2 separate regions of the Columba livia genome follow, and region 1 is linked to region 2. A link is a contact called in public Hi-C data. All regions are on one chromosome and are shown on one strand. Each heading gives the region's core, a stretch centred on a gene start, on an enhancer-like site or on the middle of the called end of the contact. The rest is flanking DNA. Distances are from core to core; before and after follow the strand shown. Region 1 has its middle 150 kb from the start of ALDH8A1. Region 2 overlaps SGK1 (serum/glucocorticoid regulated kinase 1).

Evidence for each region. Hi-C and Micro-C count contacts between places; a contact is called where the count stands out from the background.
Region 1: a Hi-C map of liver shows a contact between it and region 2, with 4 times the contacts expected there. The contact joins two enhancer-like sites. A contact is called at or near these places in 2 of 2 Hi-C or Micro-C datasets (crop and liver).

The regions. Positions count from the first base shown.
Region 1 is chr3:59,752,435-59,756,639 of bColLiv1.pat.W.v2, reverse strand. No RefSeq gene overlaps it. Among named protein-coding and RNA genes, the nearest start is that of ALDH8A1, 150 kb to the left of the region's middle. Within about 2 kb of position 1,974, at least 1 of the 3 cell types and tissues checked has an H3K27ac peak away from gene starts, as active enhancers do.
Region 2 is chr3:59,518,469-59,522,484 of bColLiv1.pat.W.v2, reverse strand. SGK1 (serum/glucocorticoid regulated kinase 1) reads left to right here. Exons shown (of 14, transcript XM_065057052.1): 8 at 70-201; 9 at 486-598; 10 at 807-930; 11 at 1,259-1,354; 12 at 1,454-1,609; 13 at 1,716-1,805; 14 at 2,525-3,776. The coding sequence ends at 2,692. Among named protein-coding and RNA genes, the nearest start is that of SLC2A12, 29 kb to the right of the region's middle. Within about 2 kb of position 1,509, at least 1 of the 3 cell types and tissues checked has an H3K27ac peak away from gene starts, as active enhancers do.

The sequences.
Region 1 (4,205 bases), core at 725-3,224, 230 kb before region 2:
ACAGCTTCTTCTTGGCTCTTTATTGAGTTTGGAAATGCTGTTCTTATTGCTTTATGACCTGAAATATAAACCCTTATTCTCTGTCTGATCTTTTTCCTCATGTTGTTTCTTCACCAAATGGAGGTGAGAGGTACCAACCTAATTATAGCCACTCACTGCTCAGGTTCCCATTTTTACCATTTATTTCCTTAAAAAAAGTCTCTACATACATCTGCAGAAAAATCCCAACAAACTGAATGGCAAGCACCAGGAGCGACAGCTTGGAGTGGCATTATCTGCATCTGCCCCTCGATGTTGACAGGCACCTGTCAGGTGAGATTTAAGAACACCCTTGAACTTGGAGCACATCAACAGCTCTGTGGGTTACCCACACTCCCATGAGATTTCTTCAGGAGAAATAAAGCTACAGGTCACATCCTCCCACCCTGTCACATACTGGAAGACATGTCTACCACCCACAAATAAAAAAGCTGAAAAAAATGTCACAGAAGGTTTGGCTGAAGGTTTGTTTGCTACTGGTACCCAGAAATGTAGGAAGAAATTTGTCTGTAACCTCTGCAGTAGAGGACCTAGGCAGAGGATGCTTCTAAAATGGGAACAGTCTGGTAGAATGAGATTAACCTTTGGCACACCTGTTCATAAACTGTACTCATGCTTTTGGGGTGTTGCTGAGAAGAAACTGGAGATGGACTCGTTCTATGTGACTTGGAGCAGCTGTGTAAGGAAACGGCATTGGGGCTGGTGGCTGCAGGAGTGCGTTTGTGCTGGGGCCAGCATCGCTGCGTGGCTCTGCTTGCGAGCTGCAAAAACAACCAACAGGCCTATTATTGTTGTTATTATTGGAGGGGTTAAGAAAATGGGATGTATCCATGCCGGCACTGAAAAGCATTAACAGTCTCCTTAGTTTACCTACTGTTCTCAATAACATAATACGTTTTCAAAAGATTCTGCATGATTGTCACATTTTGAAAACATCAGAAATTATTTCCCAGAAGTCTTTCTTTTCAAAATTGGTTGGTTAAAGGTGGCATCAATTATATTCATGTTGCTTTAATAAACAGGCCATTAACAGACATTGTGACAGCACAGTAATGCTTTACCCAGCAATTCAACTTATGATTATGCTGTACTGTTTTATAATGACCTGAAATTGTGTATTGAACAGGAACATATATTGTTTTAATTATCCTGATGACACAACCAGCTTTATAAAACTCACTGCAGGTTCATCAATTCAGAACCAGGTATAATTCACATTGGGCACAGGAAAAACACTTAAAAATATCATGGCATCATTGTTAACAATCATTGCTCATATGTTCTTTAAACACAATAAAAGGATCATGTAATATTTAACGTTGCTAACGCTGGAGGGTTTCTGCTTTTCCCAGGTGGATAGAACAGTTTTATACAGTTTCCCAGTGTGTCTATTCAGCTCAACAGCAGCGAGCCTACCTCTGCAGGTGGCAGGTTGGCTTTCAAACCTATGGCATTACCTTGCACAACCTTCCTTGTCTGCCTGTACAGGGCTGTGGCATAAGGTTAAGTGCTGGGAGAGTGCAGCTAATAGCTAATAACCAAGAAAGGCTGTTGAATCTCCATCTCTGGAGGCTCCAGGAACCGCTGGGACACATCATGAATGGTGTAGGTCAGTCCTGGGATAAAAGTGATCTTTTCTGTGTCCTGCCCCTCTTTAAATTCCATGATATTATAATAGTTTTTATTGTATTTGAACCCCTGCTTGACCAGTACACGTGGCCTGTCAGGATTTTTACGGAGGAATCTGCCTTTTTGGTCTTAGTCTGAGACACTTTTAATTGGAAACGAACTGTAATATCCTATTCATATGCACCCCTAGTTTCACTCACCTGAGGCTGTGCCTGTGGAGTGCTTCCCAAGGCCCTACTTGCAGACACTGATTTTTGCAGTCTGTTGTGAAATCTTTACACTGAGAAGCTGTATGCAGAGTACTGGCTGTAACATAGTTACACTGTTGTATACAAATAAATCACTTTAAGCTATACTGCACTGTAGCTCAGAATTTCCAAAGCACACCTGGAACACCAACATAATATCATTTCAATAGAATTTAATGAGGCTGTAACTCAGGAGACAGCTAGTGAGAATAACTATAATGGAAGAGCAAAACTTTGGTTTCCTGGATCCTAAAATAGATTTCATGGCTTTAATGGATGTTCTTCTGAATATATGTCGGACAAAAGGCACATTTGTTTTTACATTTCTTTCTCTGCTGCTTGCCTGATATGCCTCATATCTTTTTCTCATCCTCATTTGTTCTTTGACTTTTGCCCTCCTTTTATGAGTTCCCCTTATGCTCCCATATTATACTGGTTCACAAAAGTTCACTCATAAAAATTTCAGTATTTACCTCGTGCAACTTTCTTATTATATCTTCTCTGAATGTACTGTACGTTTCTGATTCCAGAGTAGTACAAGATGTTCAGAATACCTGGGTGACAAAGTGCATGCATGTATCTGGGATTACATGCACACACACAACACTTATGGAGTTCTTTTAAATTATGCTTACACATCAAAGTACTGAAGTATTTTAGCTTTTTCATCTGTCATATTTGTTTTTAAACTAAACAAATGTGATTGTGAGTGATGTGACCTTGCTTCTTAAGTTCATTGGAACGATGATTCCCAGTGAAATCATACTTTGCCTTTTTATATTTGCTCATTTAATTAATCTACTGAAGTTTTACTTGGTGATGCCCACCCTGATCTACAGCTCAAGGCATGTCACCTCGTTTGGTCAGTAGCAAGTTTGCTTTGTTCTTCCAGTAAATACAAAAATGACACTTTTGAATGGGATACGGTTCTGTATGGTTCTTTACGGTGTACATATATGGTCCAAAGTGCATATTGGATTCCTCCAGGATGGTGGAATCAGGACCAAATAAAATATTTTGCAGATATATAATATACGTGGTGTTATATATAATAGCATTTATCACGGTATAATATATATTATTAATAAACTGTTATAAAATACATAAAGATTTCATTTCATAAATGGGTGTATGTAAAGAAAAGGTCAACAAATACAGTTTTTTCCTTCCTAAATCACATGTGGTTGTGTGGCTCTAGAACAGTGGTAAAATCCTCAGTCCCCACAGCTCTCTTCCACTGCACAAGAGAGATGCAGATTTTTTTTTCAGTCATAGGTCTAAAGTTTCCTGTAGCAGGGTGGAAGGATTCTGTAGTTTGCGGTATATGGATGCAAGCGAACAGAGGGCTCCTCTAAATGTTTATTGCCTGTGAGTGGGTGGCAAAATGGGAGGACTGGTTTTTCTGTACAACACATTAAATCTGCTCCAGTCCCGTGTTTACCAGAGGTTCCTGAATATCAGCTTCTACAGTTCTAGATTCAGAGACATGCAAATAATAGTTAAACTATTGTTGAAGTGCAACAACTTTACATTTTCTTTCACTTTTACTTTAAATTACAGCTTTCATAACTTTTATCTTTTGTTGCTCTCTGTAGGCAGCAGGGTGTCTGGTCAGAGATCTGCATTGAAATGGGCATAAATATATGGGTTGTTTTGATATTAGAGTCCTCAGTTTTAACTTTTCATCTATTATTCTTTTTTTATATTTAGTTAAATCCACTCTTACTGTCCTCTTAAAATTCTAGAGGTTTGAAAAGGTCTCTGATTCACTGTGGCACCACTTCAGTATAATGCCAGCGTCAGTTAACTCATACATGAATAGTCACAGCTTTCATGGAATAAAGGAGTGCAAGAGACAGGAGAAAAATGAACTGCCATCTCTCCCAGGCCACCTGCCTGCACCAGAGGAGATGAGAGAGAAATTCCAGGGCAAGCTATTTTTTAAAGCTAGCACAGCAAATTCATTCAGAAGACAATACTTTGTAAGTCATTACAAAGGTCAGATCAGTTTGTCCTCTTAGGTATTAAATATGACGCAGCCACTTTCAAAATCCATCTGCCAGCAACACCAAGTTATTAAATTCCTTTCTCCTGCTCCCTCATGTAGCTTCCCTGTAACACCCAGATGTCTGCCTGTTCTTTCCGCCTCTGTGAGCAGCCAGAACATCCCTGAGGTCAGCGGCAGCACCACTGGGCATGGACCCTTGTGATCAGAGACTGAAGGGCTGGGTCGGCCAGGCTGTTGGCCTGAAAGAAACCAGTGGGATGCAGAAGCTGTGCCTCTTGACA
Region 2 (4,016 bases), core at 260-2,759:
CACAAAATATATTTTTACTGCTGTTACTAAGCAAGTGTACTAAACATTGATAATTTCTTATGTTTTCAGGAGAAGCACATTATGTCAGAACGTAATGTCCTGCTGAAAAATGTGAAACACCCCTTCCTGGTTGGGCTGCACTTTTCCTTCCAAACTGCAGACAAATTGTATTTTGTCCTAGACTACATCAATGGTGGAGAGGTAAGCAGTAAGAAAATGAAATAGTATTTCCTATCATGTGCACAGTGGTAGGGTAGACTTTTTCACCCTTCCTTTTAAATAAAAAAGAGTTGCAAGGGGAAAAGTCATGGGGGAAAAGTTACTAGATTGAGTGTTTCCAGCCTGCCAGGTTTTGAACTACCAAAGGATCATTAGGCCATTTCCTGCTATTGTTCTCCCTGGCTATATATGTTGAGTCTAATTAAGTGCATTGTTAACAGGCTTTGGCGCCGTTTAAACAACTTTGTTCTCTCTGTCTCCTGTAGTTGTTCTACCATCTCCAGAGGGAGCGTTGCTTCCTGGAGCCAAGAGCTCGATTTTACACTGCTGAAATCGCCAGTGCACTGGGCTACCTGCACTCCCTGAACATTGTTTATCGGTAAGCAATCTTGTGCAGCTTGGCAGACTGAAAAAAAGAAAAAACGTGCTTTGTTGAATAAACATTGACAAGTTGAACTCAATGTGAGTTCAGAATTGCTTTTAATATTTTTTCGTGGCTTAGTGAGGTTCTGTAAGCAATTGCACTTGAAATAGTCTCGCTGTAGGTCCTCTAACAAGCCCTTGTCTTCTTTCATCTCTTCCTACAGAGACTTGAAGCCGGAGAATATTCTGCTTGATTCACAGGGGCACATTGTCTTGACTGACTTTGGACTCTGCAAAGAAAACATAGAGCACAATGGCACGACCTCCACCTTCTGCGGCACACCGGAGGTACGGGCAGCCCGCGGCATGCAGAGTGGCAGCAAGCGCTGTTTTCGTCAGTGAAACCTGACGTGTCCCATGTATATTTCTGGCTTGTTAGACAAGCAAGGGGGTATTATGGGTCTTGTAATATCATGCTGCCAGTGAGGATATGTAGGGCTTGTTAAGCAGGAGAGGACAGTTTTTGAGCTGCCTCCCTGTTTATAAAGAGCTTGTAGCCCTCCAGTAGCTTAGATATTGCTGGGATTCGGTAAGCTGCTTTCATTCAAGAATGAGAGGCTTTCCTAATTGTAAAGATCTCTTTGGTTAATGTGGCTCTCTTCCTTTTCTTACACAGTATCTTGCTCCTGAAGTTCTCCATAAGCAGCCCTATGACCGGACTGTGGACTGGTGGTGCCTTGGAGCAGTCCTGTATGAGATGCTTTATGGCCTGGTAAGCAGTGAATCCTTCATGACAAATCAAACTAGCTTACTTGTCCTTCTCCCTCAAGAAGCCTCATTAACCCAGATCTCTCCTTTCCTATTCCTACAGCCGCCCTTCTACAGCAGGAACACGGCAGAAATGTACGACAACATCTTGAACAAACCCTTGCAGCTGAAGCCAAATATTACCAACTCTGCTAGACATCTCCTGGAAGGCCTCTTGCAGAAGGACAGGACAAAGAGGCTTGGTGCCAAGGAGGACTTTGTAAGTGGAAACCAGCTGGTGCCTGTGGGCAGCACAGAAGGGTGACTAGGCCATACTGCTTACATTAGCTTGGGTCTGAATTAATCTATTTTTCTCTCTGTAACAGATGGAGATTAAGAATCACATCTTCTTCTCCCCAATTAACTGGGATGATCTCATTAATAAGAAGATTACGCCCCCTTTTAACCCAAATGTGGTATGTATCACTTCTAATTATAGAATGTATGGAGAGTGTCTTTTTCCCCCTTGTCTTCATGTTGTGCCCAGGAGCTGGGGGCAACTGGCTGGATGGGTGTGTACGGGGAACACAGCTTTTCCTTCCCCTGTGGCTGAACCAGGAAGATTAAAAATAAGCAAGTAGCTGATGGAGCATATGAATTTAGCTGGGTTTTTTGGCCTATCACATGCTTCATTTGCATGGCTATTTTAAAGTCATCCCCAGCATCCCCATTTTATCCAAGGGGAAGGTAAGGTGTAGAAAGCAAGTAGCTTCTAAGGGCAGAGTGGCATTTGGCTTGTTAGATACTAATACCTAAAGAGGGAGATCTGGTTGTGGAGGTTGTTCTCTTTCACTTTCTGAGCATTTTATAACCTAAATTTAGTAACTAGCCCAGAGATCAAAGTCTTCCCCTGCAAACTGCTGCATGGCAGAGTGGCATGTTTGCATTGTTGCATGAGCTTAGTTGGGGGATAGTGCATTAAAACTGAATCATCTTGGTTTTAGTGAGACAACATGCAGCAGGAGACAAAAAAAAAAAGACTAAAACTGTCAAAGACTCTTAAAACAGTGGGCCCAAGGTGATAACACTGTGAGTCTCTGCACAAGGGTGCTTGTCCCCATTTTGACTTGAACTGTGCACTCACAAAACATTTGTGTCTAACTGTTGTATCTTTCATTTTCTGCTCTTTCCACAGAGTGGCCCCAGTGACCTGCGACACTTTGATCCGGAGTTTACAGACGAGCCAGTCCCCAGTTCCATCGGCCAGTCCCCAGACAGCATCCTCATCACTGCCAGCGTCAAAGAGGCTGCTGAGGCTTTTTTGGGCTTCTCATATGCCCCACCTGTGGACTCTTTCTTGTGAACATTTTTCTTTTTCTTTTTTAATAATAATAACTATTATTTTTATTTTTGTTTGGCCTTCTGGTGAAACTGCCAGTTGACCGGTCATTTTGAAAGAGAATTTGCACATTTCTACCATGGCAGCTTTGCAGCCTTAATTTCAACTACACTGTTTGCTGGAAGCTTTTTTGAAGAGCACATCACTCTCTAAATGAGCTTTACAGGCTTTTCATTTCCATTCGTTCTTCCCCAAAAGTGGTGCTGTCTCCTTGGGAAAGAAAAACAAGAGTGACTGCTGCCACAGACTGCTATGGCAGATCGTAGGAGTAAGAACAAGCTGTTTTGAAATCGTGCTCCGAAAAGCCTTGCCTGAAGATCTATCTGAACGTGATGAGGATTTTATGAAATGTGCCTTTTTCTGATGAGATCTCGTGAGCTCCAAAGCTTTCCCTGTTGCAGAGTGTGTTTCTCAGTTCATTTATGTGGGTTTACTATGTGAACAAATGGTATGTGTGTGGTCTGCGTACTACAGATGGACTTAGTTTAAAGCATCAGTGTGACACTTGCAGGATACCACAATGTGGGGCATTGTTTCTTTCTTCCATATTTGGAAGATAAATTAAGTGTAATTTTGAAATTTCTTTTGTAAATCTATACAGTCAACTAAAATTATTGAAATGGGCTCACAATTACTTGTATCCAAATGCTTGAAGAAAGCATTGCTGCTATGAAAAAAGATTTCTATTTTTAGAAAGGGTTTTTATGGACCAAAATGCCCCAGCTGCAGTCGGTCAAAGCTGTTGGATTATTTTTTCTTTTTTCTTTTTTTTTTTGTTTTGTTTTGTTTTTGGTTTTTTTTTTGTTTGTTTTAAAGATGTCATCTGTAAAATGGGCATTATTTATGGTTTTGGGGTTTAGGGGTTTTTCATTCCTGATTGTATGTATTGTAAATCTGTACATTCAGTTATAACTCTAGATGTATATTTAAACTTACAGACTTACTTGTAATGTATACCATCATTATAATGTAATATAATTAACATGGTTATATGTATCATATTTTTTGTGACCAAACCCATTGGTTTGCAGTAAAATCCTGAAAAATACTTCCATAAACTCTGTCATCTTTTATTTTAAAAGAAAGGTTTTCTCTCTAAAATTTTAGCCAGCTTTTAAAAAAAATTAAGAACAAATCTGAGCTACCAGTCAGCTAAGATATCTGTGTAATTCTACTCCATCAAACTGCACCCGTTCAAGTCTTTTCATGGATACACCTTGGCAAAATACTTGGTCTTCCAGCTGTAGGTGTTTAGTGGGTGTGTATCACTGTGGATGCTCTCTTGTGG